Regions from separate parts of the Mus musculus genome. Here region 1 is linked to region 2. A link is a contact called in public targeted proximity ligation data. All regions are on one chromosome and are shown on one strand. The core of a region is the stretch at or near the end of the contact, and the rest is flanking DNA. Distances in the headings are between cores, read along the strand shown.

The links.
Region 1: a contact with region 2 is called in a targeted proximity ligation map of pancreatic cancer cells. A contact is called at or near these places in 2 of 130 datasets of targeted methods (embryonic stem cells and pancreatic cancer cells).

Annotation. Positions count from the first base shown.
Region 1 is chr19:10,632,841-10,635,550 of GRCm38.p6, forward strand. Vwce (von Willebrand factor C and EGF domains) reads left to right here and starts at 1,393. Exons shown (of 20, transcript NM_027913.2): 1 at 1,393-1,743. The coding sequence starts at 1,634.
Region 2 is chr19:10,387,729-10,390,428 of GRCm38.p6, forward strand. Syt7 (synaptotagmin VII) reads left to right here and starts at 1,295. Exons shown (of 12, transcript NM_001373944.1): 1 at 1,295-1,785. The coding sequence starts at 1,755.

The DNA of each region.
Region 1 (2,710 bases), core at 143-2,642, 250 kb after region 2:
GGTCCTTAGGACTCGATGTGTAGGTACAGAGAAGTCACATTCATCTTTGGCACTATGCTTGCTGTGAGCTTGACTAGATAATAGAATGGGCCCAAACAAGATGAGATACAGGTCCAAATGTAAGTCTCGGTTCAGCCACGTGGGTTAAGGTAGAAAGATGGCTGGCCAGTTGTTATGCCAACAGCTAGTTGTTATGGCAGAATAACCTCCATAAAAGCAAGCAAGCAAGGAAGGAATGGTTTATCTGGCTCACAGGTGCAGCCATCTTGGCAGGGGAAGCATAGAGAGCCAGATGAATGTTAGCACTCACTTTATGGTCTTTGTATTTGGTCCGGCCCATGTGACAATGCCACTCACATTTAGGATGGGTCTTCACAACTCAGTTAAATCCTTCTGGAAACAGCTCTGACACACACAAAGGTTTATTGCCTAGGAGCTTCTATATCCATTCAAGTTGAAAATAACAATTAGCCATGGCACCACAACATCCAAAAGTACTTGAACTTTTCCTCTTACTGCAAATTAAGGGTCGGGGGACCAACAAGCATCAAACACCCGAGTTAACGTTTGCTCAGAAACTAAAAGGAAAGTGTCTGTGAGAAGGCAGCTAGCATCCAGGTCATCTGTGCACAGTTTATCTGTGGTCACCAATGCCAATGATCTTGGGATCAGCACGAGGCAGAAGCGAAGGATTTAGTCGTGCTTGGGAAGTACAGTTTTTAAAAACTAGTTCAGCCAATTTTTCTTATTCCTAGAAGTCTTTACACAGACGCTTGACTAATCCAGACTGGGTAGGGTTAGGCGGGGCTTGCTACCAGAACAAGGTAAAACTCGAGCCTTCTTTTCGCTTCCTCCCAACTAGATCTTTCTCAGTTCTATCATTTTGCTCTACATTCTTCAGCCTAAACCTCTTCTAGCCTGAGCCAACTTCGAAGCCTGAGCCCAAACACTGAACCTTCTAGTTCTGCGCCCCTAGCTCCCTTGCCACCTGCGCACTGCTTTCTTACCTCCCAGGTGAGCTAGGAAGCTGTCCACTCAACCATTTGACTCCCAGCAGGTAGCTTGTGGGTTCAAAACAGGCTAATGTCCTTTGGCAAGGAAGCAGACTAAACCACCAATACACTATCCTTACCATCTAGTGGGCTTGGGGAGAGTCAAAACTGCCTCGCTTCAGTGCCCTGGGTTTGAGTGTCCACAAGTCTCACCTACTGAGAATTCAGATTGGATTCTATGGAAACTCAAAAACCTTGTTCCTGAAGTTTCTTTCCAACTTGGTTCGAAGCCTTCAGTCATTCTGTGGAAAGCGACTCCCAAACCCAGGCTGGGGGTGTGGGCCGAGGGTGAAACCCCGCCCTCGGGGTCCCTGATCTTTGCTCCCGCCCCAGGCTCCACGCCTCCCGGAGAGGCACCGGCGGGCGGCGCTCCTTTTGTGTGTTTCTTTCCAAGGTGCAAGGACCCCCACCCCCACCCGCCTAGGCAGTCCTCCCCTAACCACCAGCCCTCTTCTCGTCGTCCTCAGTCCCTGCCAGCTGTGGGGGAACCAGATCGCTTCCAGGAGGAGGGACAAGGTCGGTAGCCCCCTCCCCGGTGCGGGACCTGAGCCCAGTAGAGTCCAGGACCTCTGCTGCCAGTCATGTGGGCTAGACTGTTGCTCCATGTCGCCTACATCTTGATCCCGTTGCTGGGGTCTTCAGCCCGAGGCTATACCGGGAGGAAGGCGCCAGGGCACTACTCTGCGGAGAGGTAAGAGCCCGGTGCCTTTCAGCGGCCCAGCCTTCTAGCGCCACTGCGTGGAGCTGGAAGACACTAGCATAGGGCAGCTGCTGGACCTGTAGCCTCTGTGGCGAGGGCACACCAGGGGTCTGGACAAAGAGACAGTAGTTTGTGCCAGTTGGGTGGCCCTGGCTGGGGACTGCTCTGGCTAAGGAATCTGGGAGATGGAGATCGCGGCTCCAAGGAATCTTGTACTATGGGAATAGGCTGACCCTCTGGCTAGGGAACCCCAGCACATGCCAATTGGTCTCAACTGCCTGGCTTTCTTCCTTGGTGGTGCGGGACCCCCTCCGTTTCTGCACACGTTGCTTTGGGGTTGGGGGTTTTCTCAGTGTCTCTTGCTCTCTGCACCCGGTGGACCTTGGAGCCACCGGTGGCTCAGGGTTATGCTTTGGTATCTGCGCATGTGTGCACAGGCCGGGGAGGCGGGAGGCCGCAGGCGACAGGCGGGAGGCGTGTCTTTCCAAACCCAATCATTTTCCCTAAGTTTGTCTTAGTCCTCTACCACTAAGGGGTGATGAGGGAGTGGTGATCGTGTGTGCGTGATGCTTATAGCAAGGGTACACGTTGTCAGCGGGTGGCCTGGCCCACGGCCACATCTTCCCAGGGGCGCTCAGAGGGGCTGCCCTGGAGGAAGAGCTTACCGCCCAGCACGTGGGTTCTGCGATCTCTTGCAGTTCCTGCAGATCTCCCACCACCTGTCTCCCTGGCATCACTGTGCCACACACGAAAAGCTCCTTGGGGCTTTCTGGTGGGCACCCTACCCTTGCCTATCTGAAGTGGAACTCCACCAGCTTCCACAGGCACCCTACCATTTACCACTTCGATGGCACCTCACGCCCCTTTCAGAGCCCCCTTTGGCTTAGCTATTAAGTTGTTCTGTAGATCCCAGCTGCCGGATTCTCTGCCTCAGCTGTTGCTATCATCGTTTCTATGT
Region 2 (2,700 bases), core at 45-2,544:
TATTTCTCAACCGGAAAAGCTGTGGGTGGAGGTGAATATGTGTGTGTGTGTGTGTGTTTCTATGTGAGTTCCAAGAAATGGTGTGTGTGTTTTGTATGTGTGTGTGCACGAGCACAATGAGCGACTTTTGGAACAAAGGTTCATCCCCATGGGTGCTGGCTGCCTGTACTGTGTGGGAGGTGGAGGTATGGCAGGGCACGAGCCATACACACAGTATAAAGCCAGATAGGTGGCTTTTGAGGAGCAGAAACCTTCAATGTTGAAAAGCCTGGTTCACTTGTGAACTGCATGGAAGGAGGAATGCTGACATTTGTAACCCAAAGATTGTGCTGTCTTAGCCATTCAACCTTTTCAGTATAGGGTATGGCAAGACATGCACCGTAGGAGGGGTCTATTGCTTTTCATGACCTAGGTAGTTTGTATGCTTGAGAGTGTTGGGGGCAGGGAAGTGAGTACCTGTGTAGACGTGTGCAAGGCGGCATGGTATTTTATCCCCATGTTTCAGTCGTGGGTCTTAAAAGTCTCCTCCCTGCCCCAGAATCAAACAATCTCTATTGTGTAGAGAAAAACAGAGTCTTTCCTATTTGGACAATGTTGAAAAGATACAGGGGCAGAGAGCACACCAAGATATTCTCAAGGTTGACAGGAGAAGGGGGGTTTTCGTTCTTATCAAGGGTGCCCTGGGTCAAGGGAAAGGACCGGAAGAATGGGGTCGGAAAAGGAATGAATAGGGGCTAAACGGTTGCTTTCTTCTCTCTTGGAGCTGGAATAAGTGGGAAGGTTCTTGATACTTAGTACCCCACGGAAGATGGAGATTCTAGTCCTATTCGTTCCTGCAGCTGGCCAGCTCTAGGAAAGACAAGCCCGTCAGACCGAGGCCCAGCGCTGGCAACATACTCCACTCCTGGTTTTGATACCCACCAACCCTTCTTCTCTGGCCCTCCGCTGTTCCTTGTCCCGAGCTAACGCCCTCGAGTAGCCACCGAGCGGAAAATCTGGGGTGGATCTCCACGCCTTTCGGAGCGGAGTCAGAGGGCACCTCGGAGGAGGTGGCCAGCTGGGCGACCCTGTGGCGTGAGACACCACCGCCACCCGTGGTGCACGGGCCGAATGGATCGCGTCTTCCGTAAACTAGACGAGCATAGCGGTGGAGCTCTGCCGTCCTTCCAGGCGGGGCCCAGTGAGCGCCTGGGGTGCGCGGGGCGGCGGCCGTGCCCTCGGGGCGGCTCCGGGCGGCGGCGGCCAGTCTAGGGCTGCAGTGCAGCGCGCGGCCGACAGTGGGCGCAGCAGCGGCAGTGGCCGTGGCGCTCCACGGCGGGCGGGCGGCGCCGGCGGTGCCCCGGGCGCGCACACACTCTCTCGCTCTCTCTCTCACACACACATACACACACACATACACACACACTCACTCACTCACACACGCACGCACACACATACATACACACATACACACACACACACACATCGCCTCGTACACACTCACACACGCTCCGGCGCGCACACGCGGCGCGCAGGCCAGAGGGAGGAGGCTCCGCGCGGCTCGGCGGCGGCGGCAGCGTGCTCCGCGGGCGGCCCGGAGGGCTGGCGGGCGGCCCCCGCTCCCCGGCTCCGCGGCTCGGTGCAGCCCGCGCGGCCCCCGCCCTCGGACCCGCCCCCGGGGGTCGCCCGGCCCCATGCCCTGCAGCGGCGGCAGAGAAGCGCGCGGCCGCAGGCGGCTCTGAGGAGCCCGGAGGGAGCCGGCGACGAAGGGGACCATGTACCGGGACCCGGAGGCGGCCAGCCCAGGTAAGCGCGGCCCCGCGAGGGCTGGGGCACCCCGCACGGGCTGGGGCGCCCCGCACCGGCGGGTAGGACGGCTGCAGCGCCTGGGCGCCGTCTCGGAGCCCCAGCCTGGGGCTGCTGTCGGCTGGAGCCGCACGAATTGCACCCCTTTCTACCAGGGTCATCCGTGCCCCGGGGGCGTGGGTTCTAGTGGCAGAGACTCTTATTCAAACCCCGCAGTCGGGACATTGATAGGCTGGATGCCCGGGGCCGACTTCGCAGTGTCCCCACAAAGACCTCCCCCCCCACCCCCAGCAGCCCAAGGACAACGTGTGTGGCGGAGCGAGGAGCTGCTGTCCCCGTGGGAGCCGGGCAGTGCCCTCAGAGGTACCCCCTGCTCCCCAGCACCAGTGCCCCGGGGATGTCAGTGTTGGGGGACCTCAGGGCAAAGAAGATCCTGGCAGCTTTGGGCCAAGATGTGGGCACAGAGGAGCGGAGTGTCATCTGCGGTGCCAACTGTGAATTGAGAGGGCTCCAGGGGGCAAGTGGGAATCTGGTGCAGCGGCGGGGGATAGAGGCTTCTGGGAGGTGGGGAACCGCAGGAGCGGTGAAGGGGGAGGCAGGGGTACCTGAAGAGAAAGCGCAGCAGTGGATGACAATGGGGGCGGCGGGCAGTGTTCTCCTAAGCTTGGGGAGGGGGGACGCAAAGAATACCAAACTCACTCCAGTCCTACCAGGGAAGGGGGGAAGGGGGCCGCACCCCTTTGCCTTTCTGAAAGGGAGTGGCCTGCGAGCCCACTGTCGGCTTAGCTTCCATCTAGCATCCTTGGAGCCTAAGCCAGGAATCTCTCCTTCTTCCTCTGGAGATTGCTCTGCCATTTCCTCCTTGGCTCCTGCCGCCTCCCCCACGCAGTGCCCACCTGTAGACAGGTCTCCTTC